Regions from separate parts of the Mus musculus genome. Here region 2 is linked to region 1. A link is a contact called in public promoter capture Hi-C data. All regions are on one chromosome and are shown on one strand. Each heading gives the region's core, a stretch centred on a gene start, on an enhancer-like site or on the middle of the called end of the contact. The rest is flanking DNA. Distances are from core to core; before and after follow the strand shown. Region 1 holds the start of Washc2 (WASH complex subunit 2`). Region 2 holds the start of Zfp239 (zinc finger protein 239).

Evidence for each region. Promoter capture Hi-C pulls out the DNA fragments that hold promoters and counts their contacts.
Region 2: a contact with region 1 is called in a promoter capture Hi-C map of embryonic stem cells, with 4 times the contacts expected there. The contact joins the promoter of Zfp239 here to the promoter of Washc2 in region 1. A contact is called at or near these places in 9 of 39 promoter capture datasets (the 3T3-L1 cell line, cranial neural crest, embryonic stem cells and 5 more) and 5 of 115 datasets of contacts at active chromatin or transcription factors (astrocytes, embryonic stem cells, large pre-B cells and 1 more).

Annotation. Positions count from the first base shown.
Region 1 is chr6:116,204,277-116,209,868 of GRCm38.p6, forward strand. Washc2 (WASH complex subunit 2`) reads left to right here and starts at 3,757. Exons shown (of 31, transcript NM_026585.3): 1 at 3,757-3,851; 2 at 3,931-4,053; 3 at 4,678-4,842. The coding sequence starts at 3,931. 9530062K07Rik (RIKEN cDNA 9530062K07 gene) reads right to left here and starts at 3,717. Exons shown (of 4, transcript NR_131013.1): 1 at 3,626-3,717; 2 at 2,878-2,981.
Region 2 is chr6:117,858,515-117,864,325 of GRCm38.p6, forward strand. Zfp239 (zinc finger protein 239) reads left to right here and starts at 4,367. Exons shown (of 4, transcript NM_001001792.2): 1 at 4,367-4,628.

The DNA of each region.
Region 1 (5,592 bases), core at 2,507-5,006:
CAGGCCCAATTTCTTTCTTTTTTTTCTCTTTTCTTTTCCCTTTTTTTCCCTTGAGACAGAATCTCACTATGTAGCATGGCTTTTGTGAAACCCAGTATGTAAATCATATGACAATGCTCAGAAACCGCATGAGTGTGAACATTTGTGCACATGCTGCCATAAAAGAATGATCAGACAGAGTACAAACATAGGCAGAACACACAAAAATATGACAACATATGTAAGACAGGGCTTAGAAATTGCATGTATGGGGACATTCATGTATACATTGACATGTGACCATGCATAATTCATGTCTGTGAAAATGCAATTCATGCGAACATAGGACCATGCTTAAAAACTGCATGCATCTGAACGTGCATACAGGCTGACCTGTAACAGAACTGAGAAATACAGTTGTGGATGTGAGTTGGAGGACACATTTGTACTTAGAAGAGAGCAAAGGAATACAGGTACATGTGAACCTACACATATATACCTATCTATTACAGAGCTAGGAAATACATATGTTTATAAAGCTGCATATATAGGCCTACCTATGAGAGAGGTTAGGGAGTAGGGTTAGAAGTTAGGGTTTGTTTATTGTTAGATGTTAGAGGTTAGGGTTAATTTTAGGGTTAGGGTACACGATTGGGATTCTTATAGTGGGCTAGGGTTAGGATTCTGGTTACAATTATGGATATTTTGACTTTTCTGGTTCTAATTTCCTTAAGATGTAGGATTAGGTTTAGAGTTACATGAGGTTTAGAGTAAGGAATAGGGTTTATGTTGGGGTCTAGATTATCACAGGGTTTGGTTTGTCATTGTTAGGGTCAGTATTAAGGTCATGGCCATGGTTTTAGTTTAGTTGGAGCTACGCCTAGAGTTAGTCTTACAATTACATTAGATGAAGGGGTTTGTTAGAGCTCTGAATAATATGAGCGTTGTTTTGCTGTTACATATGTTTAGGGTTAGGCTCGTGGTTTTGATTAGGGTTCAGTTTAGGATTATGTCTAAGGTTAATGTTAGGGTTAGATTTTTGGATCATGTTAGTGTAATAATTATTATTAGGGTAAGTGTGCTGGCTAGTTTTATGTCAACTTGACACAAACTAGAGTTTTCAGAGAGAAGGGAACTTCAATTTAGAAAATGACTCCATAAGATTGGGTGGTAGGCCAGCCTGTAGGGCATTTTCTTAATGGCCCATGGGGGCGGGGAGGGCTCAGCCTATTGTGAGCAGTGCCAACCCTGGACTGATGGTTTTGGTTTTTTAAGAAAGCAAGCCTAATAAACCTTGAGGAGCAAGCCAATAAACAGCACTTCTTCATGGCCTCTGCATCAGCTCCTGCCTCCAGGTTTCTATACTGCTTGGGATCCTGCCCTCACTGCTTTTGACAACCTGTTAAATGGAACTGTGAGTGAAATAAACTCTTTCCTTCCCAAGCTGCTTTTGTTCATGGTGTTTCATCACAGCAATAGTAATCCTAACTAAGACGGTAACTTAGGCTTAAGGTTATAATTAAGGGTTAGTATTTGGTTTGGGTTAGGATTAAGATGAAAAAGATTATGGTTAATTTTCTGTATAGTTTTTAGGTTAAGGTTACTTTATCACTATGGTTTAGGGTTAAGATTAGATTTAGCAATGGTTAGGACTAGGGTAGGGTTAGAATTAGGGGTAGAGTTAGTATTAGGGTTCTGGTTAGGGACTATGGTTAGGTTTAGCATTCTATTTAAGGGTTAGGATTATGTATAAAGTTTACCACTATATTTAACCATAACTAGCCCTTAACTCTAACCTTAATCCCTAACCCTTAACCTGATCCTGACCCTCAACCCTAAGCCTAACTATAATTCTAGTTCTGACCCTAACCTTTTTTTTTTTTTTTTTTTTTTTTTGAGATATCATGCCACCATGCAGCTCTGACTGGCCTGGAACTCTCTATGTAGAGAAGTTGGAGCTCAAACTCACAGATAATCTGTCTACCTCTGCCTTTCAAGTATTAGGTCTCAAGGGGTTTGCTTACCTCAAACTGTATTCTAAACTCTATTAAAACTACTCTTAAGCTAACCTTAGTCAAACACCCTTCCCTAACACTAATACTAAGCTAAGACCAGGCTGCCTTCACACAAACATGTATCAGTTTAGATATGCCTCTTCAGGGTTGGGATAAAGAAATTGTGTGCTACCATACCCAGCTGTGTAATGAATATTAAGGCTGCCCTAATCCTAATTAAACCTTCATCTGTTACGCTCACCCTAAGACTAACGCTCTCCTAACCATAATTCACAACTATCTCAGCATTAACCGTAACACTAAATCCTAACTATAACCCTTCCTTTTATGAGTTGCTTCTGAGGTAATTTTTATTATAACAATAGAAAAATAACTAAGACAGCCACCTTAACCCTAACCCCCAAAATAGCACCATAACCACAATGTTAATCATAACCCTAAATCTAATGTCTATCTATAACACCTGCTCACCCTAACAGCAACACAGATACAATCACACTAATGCTACAGAAACCAACCTGAGCCTTTACCCTGGCTTTACTAGTTCACAGCTGACTACTTGCTCATAAGCAGTTAACTCCCCATTCCCTTCTTTCCTCAATCCCTGGCCCCCACCAACCTACTTCCTCTCTCTGGATTGATCCATTCTGGATATTTCATATAAATAGAATAACCTGTGCTCATGTATATGACTGACCTCTTTCAATTGAAGTATTTCTAGGTTAATTCATGCCCTATCATATATCAGCATTTTATTTCTTTTGGTGAATTGCGTGGTTCTACAGCATTTTGTTTATCCATTCGTCACCTGATGGACATTTAGATTGCTTCTGCTTTCTGGGTATGGATCAACACTACAGTGAAAATTCTTGCAGATTTTTACCTGAGCAGGTTTTCATTTGTCTTAGTTGCATACCAAAGAGAAATCTTTAATGAGGTTTCAACGGAGGTGGCCACAAAGCAAAATCTGAAAGTTGGAAAAATAATCTGCACAGGAGAAATGATAAGATCTAAGGTGAGCACTCACCATATACCAGGCACTATCTGTTTTAACACCTATTATCGCTTCTTTTTTATTTTTATTTTTCGAGACAGAGTTTCTCTCTGTGTAGACCAGGCTGGCCTCGAACTCAGAAATCCGCCTGCCTCTGCCTCCCAAGTGCTGGGATTAAAGGTGTGCGCCACCATGCCCGGCTGTATTGCTTCTTTAATATGCAGAAGAAAGCTTATAGAAGAAGCTAAGTAACTTGTTCTCGGGCACACAAAAAGGAAAGATAAGGGGTTATTTCTAAAAGTCAGTCTGGGCAAGACCAACTCAGAAAGGGGTCTGTTCACAAGGAAGTGCTAGTGGACAGCCAGGGGAGCTTTGGATTTCGATTTCTACCCCTCCACCTCCCGGCCTTGAATCTCAGCTGAGGGTTTCAAGAATTTCAAGCGGATCCACATTGAACTGAAACCAAACCGGTTAGCAGATGTACACATTGAGGGTCACTGTGGCCCTGGGCTAGTCTCACATCACATGCATAATCAATAAAGCCGCCGCACATCCAGGAAGTCGTCCTCCGCTCTCCTTCCTCTTCAGCTCCCACCTGGTAGGCCACGGGACTCCTCAGCATGGGCCCCACTGGTACCTTCCGCCTCTTTCGCACTAGCTGGCCGCTTAAACACCTTCTCTCTGGTCAAACCCAATTACCCAGGAGCTACTAACCCATAGCTCCCGATCAGAGGCTGCGCCCCAGGTCACGTGAGGACACCATCACGTGACGTGAACCATGTGATTACCACCGCGCTGGGTGGGCAGTGTAGTAGCCACTCCCGTAGTCACTTTGGAGCTTGCTGAGTGGCGGTGTCATCGTGGTGAGGACGGCGGCCCAGGAGGGCAGGGCTGGATCCTTCGCCCCAGACTCAGCTCTTCTTTTTGTCCTTCTCGCTGTAGATGAACCGGACGAGCCCCGACTCGGAGCGGCCTCCGGCATCCGAGCCGGTGTGGGAACGGCCCTGGTCGGTGGAGGAGATCCGCCGCAGCAGTCAGAACTGGTCTCTGGCGGCTGACGCCGGTGTGAGCGGGGGACCCGGGGCCAAGGGAGGGACAGAGTTGTAGTTACCCCTCCTCGGGGACACGCTTCCTCCAGTATTCAAAGGCGCAATCTCAGACACCGGGGAGGGCGGCCCTGTGGGCTTCTACCCAGCACTCTGCCGCGCAGACGCGGGTTTCCTTCCGTGCAGTGGCTTTTCAACCTTGCCCTCCACGCCATCCTGCTGAGCAGATTCTGTTTCTGCCCTCTCCAAGGACTGCTTTGTCTCTACGGAGGCCCTTCTGTATTAGAACTGGGGCTAAATGGGGCAGCACATATTTTTGAGTAGATCTGCTCACTTCGGGACCTAAGAGCTCAGAACTTTCATACAAGTGGGATTTGGGGTGTTTTGTCACACTATGTGGTCTCTGGAGCGTGACAACCAAACAGGGCTTTAAATCCCTGTAGAAATGTGATACTGGTTTTGTGTTCTGGACAAACTTATCTGATGAGCTTTCTTAATGCTTTCCAGGGTCACCTGACCTTAGATCAACAGTATCATCCCTTTTTCTTAACATAGGGGCAAAAGGGGAGGGGTTTTTTGTTTGTTTGTTTTGCTTTAAATCACATGTAGTGTTGATACTTGTGTATGTTTCTTTTCAAAATAGCTACTACAGTTTCTACAGGAATTCTCACAGCAGACTATCTCCAGGACTCATGAAATCAAGAAGCAGGTGGATGGATTAATTCAGGAGACCAAAGCCACACATTGTCGTCTGCATAATGTGTTCAATGACTTCCTCATGCTGTCTAATACCCAGTTCATTGAGAATGTGAGTTGTTTTATGGTATCTGACTTTCGAATAATCCCTTTTGGGGAGTAAGAACTATTGTCATTTATAATGATAATAAGGTTCTCTTCTAAGTTTTGGTGGATAGATTGGTTCTTGGTAACTGAAGCTCCTTTCTCTGAAATCAGTGTCTTTTATCAGTAAAGTTCATGGGTTTTACAAACCTTTAAAAACATCTAATAATAAGGTTTGCCTCGTGCTGGTTTTTCTGTTTTTAGTTTTGAGGGCAATTACCATTTGAGCAGAGTTGTGTGCCTCTCAAAAAAGCCACTGTGCTCATTCAGTATGGTCAGCTCTAAGCCTGGCTTGGCCTCACGTGCCCCACTTTTGCCTTCAGTCCCTAGAGACTTTATGTAGGTCCATCATGTCTCCCTCAGTTGTGTAAGTGAATGCAGATGTCTGCTTTGCATTTCGTCATCTACAGTTTTCTTTTTCTTCCTTTTCTTTTTTCTCCTTCTGTTTGTTTGAGACAGGGTTTCTCTGTGTAGCCCTGACCGTCCTGGAACTCACTCTGTAGACCAGGCTGGCCCGGAACTTACAGAAATCTACTTGCCTCTGCCTCCCAAGTACTGAGATTTAAGGTGTGGGCCACTACTGTCCCGCCAGCACCAGTTTTTCAATTTGGATGAATATATGACACAGAGTCACCAGTACAAATGCTGCTGGCCTTTAACTAAAGTGTATGTGAATTTTGTTTTCATAGTGAGTTCCTGCAATCTGCTAGGAATACAC
Region 2 (5,811 bases), core at 3,117-5,616, 1.7 Mb after region 1:
CTGTGTTATCTTAGGGATGGGGCTGGCAATCAGGACTGCTGTGGGCCTTAATGTTTACCTAAGGCATTCTCTCTGGACCATTATCTTGAGCATTGTTTCTAAGTCAACAAGAACCCACCTTATATGAATACTTTGTAAAGAGTTCAATGAAACATGTCTTTTTTTTTTTTTTTTTTGGTCTTCTTTTTTTCTTTTTTGGTTTTTCGAGACAGGTTTGCTCTGTATAGCCCTGGCTGTCCTGGAACTCACTCTGTAGACCAGGCTGACCTCGAACTCAGAAATCCACCTGCCTCTGCCTCCCAAGTGCTGGGATTTAAGGTGTGCTCCACCACCGCCCGGCCAAAGCATGTCTTAAGCTTTGTTGTACTCACAGGACTGAGTTATTTGTTATCTGAAAACTTTTTTCTAAAACTGCTGTGCTTAAATATGGCTAAAATAAATGAACTGGTGTCAGATTCTCAAAGTCCTGGCATAGGATTGGTGCCTAAACCAGCCTGAACCAAATTTCACTCCTGTCTCTTCACAGATGGTTTCCATGTCCGCTGTAAAACTTTCAGGGACCCTTTACAAATCCCAGCACTCTGGATGCAGAGGCAGCCATATCCAAGTACAAGGCCATCCTTCAGAGTACAATTCAGGACATCCAGGGATACATAGAGAAACCTTGGCTTGAAAAACCAAGCAAAGCAGGGCGATGGTGGCGCACACCTTTAATCCCAGCACTTGGGAGGCAGAGGCAGGTGGATTTCTGAATTCCAGGCCAGCCTGGTCTACAAAGTGAGTTCCAGAACAGCCAGGGCTACACAGAGAAACCCTGTCTCAAAAACAAACAAACAAACAAAACAAAACAAACAAGCAAAAACAAGCAAGCAAACAATCTAGAATTCCAGTTCCAGGGATCTAACTCCCACTTCTGACTTCCATGGGCACCAGGCAGAACACACAGTACACATACATACATGCAGGTGAAGCACTTATATATATAAAGTAAGAGAATAATAAATTATTTTTAATAGATATTCCCAAAGATGCAGCAGTGGCACTTATAATTTAGGGATAGCCAACAACCATCTGAATGGATTTACAAACCAAAGAATAGATTACATATCTGATACTATAAGCCTATCTGTGACCAGTAAGTCCATGGATCATAGATAACTTAGTATTGTCATGTTCCCTAAAACAGTATAATTTGTAACAGCGTTCTTGTTTTTAAGATTTATTAATTTTTTATGTATATGAGTCTATTGTAGCTGTCTTCAGAAACACCAGAAGAGGGCATCAGATCCCATTACAGATGGTTGTGAGCTACCCTGTGGCTGCTGGTAGTTGAACACAGGACCTCAGGAAGAGCAGTCAGTGCCCTTAACTGCTCTCTCCAACCCCCTCTAACAACATTCTTACTACTTATCCTTAAACACATAAATAAGTGTGCTCTCATCCTTCATCCTGGGAGTTTCTTTTGCAGCAGAGACAATTACAGAAAGCCACAACTGATCAAAATGCAGAGAACTGCTTACCACAGTGTGCCAAAATGCCAATTGATATATCCCCACCATAACACAAGCCCCTGCATCTAAGGCTCAGAGAACATCACACAGAAACCAAGAGAGAGACCCATAAGATCTCTCAACCATATGGTAGCCTAAATAACACCCTAACAATGACCACACCAGTGCATAGGGGACATCTCAGAAGGACCCACCCTTACATGAAGAGCTACAGGCAAGTAATGACTGCTGAGAAAGGGAGAATCAGCCTTCTCTAGGAATGGGTCACCTAATTGGTAATCCAACACAAGTAGTCAACCCTAAAAACACATAAGCAATGCTAAGTGTATTTATATTTGAATACATACATACATACATACATACATACATACATACATACATAGATATATACACACATGCCACAGACCACCCCAGCTGGGCATGGGGGTCCCTGGAATGAGAGTCTTTGAAGCAGGTGGGTAAGGATTCAGCTGTGACAAACAGAGACAAACACAGAGCCAGTTTGAATCTGAGTGTATTCTGCAGCTCTCAAGCAGGGGGTTTTATACATTAAAAAAACCAAACATTACATCTCTTAGAAACTATATCCAGCCGGGCGTGGTGACACGGCTTTAATCCCAGCACTTGGGAGGCAGAGGCAGGCGGATTTCTGAGTTCGAGGCCAGCCTGGTCTACAAAGTGAGTTCCAGGACAGCCAGGGCTATACAGAGAAACCCTGTCTGGAAAAACCAAAAAAAAAAAAAAAAATCACTTGGCACAGTAAAGCACAAAAATCATCCAAGCATTACAACTCTGAAACTATGTATTCAGTGAATCACAAATAGAACAGTTCTTTTTTTTTTTTTTTTTTTTTTTTTGTATTCAGTGGATGTATTCAGTGGGGGGCGGGTTTCCAGGAGCAGGTTAATAAATCTTTAAAGGTCAGTGCTCTTAACCACTGAACTAACTTTCCAGCCTCATGGTCAATTATTATTTAACATTTAGTGCCTGATTTTTTATAATCTTCAATGTATAAATTTAAACTATTTTAACTCTTTCTAATTAAGGTTTTCTTTACCACATAACAAAATCCACCTCTGATGACACACGTGTAGCCATATGAAGTTTTATTGTTGGGAAAGTTTTTATCATAATTGTTTTTTAAATGATTTAGCAAGTAAAGCATTGGTTTCCCTGGGGATAAGGTCATGTTAGTGGCCCCATCTCTAGGGATGATTTCTTACCCATTATTCTTGCCTAAGCTACCAGGAACATGTAAATAAGAAAAGGAATAAGAAGCCAGGCATGGTGGCACACACCTTTAATCCCAGCACTTGGGAGGCAGAAGCAGGTGGATTTCTGAGTTCCAGGCCAGCCTGGTCTACAGAGTGAGTTCCAGGACAGCCAGGGCTACACAGAGAGACCCTGTCTCAAAAAACCAAAATTAATAAATAAATAATAGAAAACATGCACCTTGGATTCCTAGAAAGTGGAAAGTGATACCATACATATTGGGTTTAAATGTTATAATCTATTTTTATCTGAATGCACAACACCTAATTTAAGCATTCCAAATAGCCTTGACTTTAAAACGATCGGCCTTTCCTAGCCCCATTCTGTTACTAGTTTCTGCTATGAAATACCTAAGACCCTCTGGGCAGAACAAAGTTCAGTACTCTGGTAACTGTTAACAGTGTGTCCAGGGACCTGGAGAGATGGCTTAGTAGTTAAGAGCACTGACTGCTCTTCCAAAGGTTTAATTCCCAGCAACCACATGGTGACTCACAACCATCCATAATGAGATCTGAATCCCTCTTCTAGAGTGTCTGAAGATAGCTACAGTGTAATCCTATAATAAATAATTAAATCTTTATAAAACAAAACAAAACAGTGTGTCCAACCTTCTGTGACACACCACTGTCCTTTACAAAGGCCACATTCAGAAGAACAATCGGGCTGTTCTGGTTAGGGTGCCTGTCAGCCAATCCTGCCAGACTGCGATCAATCCCCAGGATCCACGGAGAAGAAGGAAGGAGGTGACTCCTGCAAGTTGTCCTCGGATGGCCACACCCACGGGGGAAGGGCTTACACACACAGAGGGAAATATATGAACAAAAGATATTTGTAAAAAGAAGTCTCAAGTCTGAGGTTTAAGAGTTTTGTGATGGGCTTTCACAACGTTCCTGGGGACCATGTGGGCTACAGATTGGATGTTAATGTCACAGGTTTACCTAGAGATCCTTTTGGGAGACGACTGCACACTCAGAAAACACTCTGAAATCCTGTTGGTAAGTGAAACTTAGCGACATTTAATACTATTGATTCCTTAGAATTTCGTTGACATTTTCTTTCAGATTTAATGGCATCAATTTCTGGAGGGGTGGCTATTTTATGATTAAAATTATTTTTTGGGTTTGGAAGTTCACTGATCTATTAAGTCAACCTTATGATCCAGTTTTTAGTTCTTTATATCCAAATACATTATTGTTGATTCTTAAAAATATTCTGTTTTTAAGTTTGTGTGTGTGTAGGTTTGTACACATGAACACATTGTACATGAACACAGGCGCCTGAGTCCAGAAGAGGGTGTAGGGATCACTGGAGTTAGAATTACAGGCGTTGGTGACCTGCGCAATAAATATCTGGAGACTGTACTCCAAAGATAAGAGCATGGAGTAACCAGTGATCGATTCTTTTCTTTCTTTTTTAAATTTCGACACGGGCTTCTCGAACTCACAAACCTCCTTCCTCGGCCCTAGTGATGAGATTACATGCTGTGAATACATATACCACACTATTCACTTAAAGTGGTTATTAACAGCTTCAGAATATTTTTAAGGCTGAAGACAATTTTATAATGATTTTTTACCCTCTAGCATCATCATAACAAGTAAAAGACACCTTGGGGGAGTATTTTAAAACTGTATGTGTCTGCAACGAAAAGAGTGCACAACAACTTGAACTATTCAGGGCCAACCACAACCTCAAACTGGGGGCTCACAAGAGTGAGCCCATCGTCGCCGGAAGTGAGCTCGGAAGTAGCGCTTTCCTGCCCGCAGCCTTCTGGGACTTGTAGTTCGAATCCTCGATGATGCTCGGGAGTCCTGCGTTACCAGGTGTGGGTTCTACCTACAAGAGGTGAGCAGAGCTGGGCTGCCCCAGGGGTGGGCAGCGGTGTCCTGGTCCAAACTAGGGGGCATTACCACTCGGAGCCAGGCTCCGAGGCTGGGAAGGCTCCTTGCGGCTGCGATCCCACGTGCTAGCAGCCACGGTAACCCCCAAACCCCCAGTAACACCCCGTGCACCAGGCCACCCTCACGGAGGGCCAGGCCCCTGCAGCAGAGCAAACCGCAGCTCCGTAGACACCCTCCTCTTGCTTGACCAAGTTCTGACCTGGGTGGGTCCAATGATGATGTTGCTGGACATCAGGAGACCATGAGAGAGGCTCCTAGAAGAGACCCCTAAGAGTACTAAGGTTTCCGCTGCACAGCCCTCCCCTCTGCGACCTAGAAACCAGTCAGATTTCTGAGAGGACGGTCTGGCAAGGGATACTGGGTAGCTGTAATGCACGCAGTGAGAAGATGCACAGAACCTGAGAACACCCACTCCAGAACTTCAGTATTGAAATAGGTTGGTCTGAGGAGATGGGCATGTCAGAACTACCCTAGGCAGAATCTGCCCCTCCCTGAAAATATGACCATGCTTCAGGTGACTTGCAGTTTCTTTCACCAAAAATGCCTCATCTCTGAGCTAGATACAGCTTTTCTTTCTTAGAACAAACTAGGAAATCAGCATTGAGTATTTGCCTAGAGTGAGGTCCTTGTGGTCTTTCTCTTTATTGCCAAGCTTCATTGTGAGATTGGTATTTTATACAAGGGAACGAGAGCATTTGGGACCTTACAATATGTATCTAGCAAACGGTATCAACTGGTTCAGCATTGGGTCTGCTGACCCGGAAGTTCTATGTTAATTCTCACTACACTGCCTTGCCACCTTGTGAAGTACTCAAAACATCCAACCAAGCTCTTCTGAAAGGCTCTATGGAGCATTTTCTCCCTGTAGTCTGGAAGTCGGCTCTCCTATCGTACATTTCACTCGGTGTATGTTCCACGAGTTACTCTTCGTTGTTAAGACCAAAATATCTTGGGTAATGAGTTTGTAAAGAGCAAAGATTTGTCTGCTCAAAGTTCCATCGTTTTAGTCTGTCATTACTTGACTCAGTTTTGGACCTATGAAACAGAGTTTGGTTCACCTCATGTGGGAAAGACCTGGATCCCAATATCACTTTAAGGGTGCATCCCCAGTGACCTACATTCTTCCT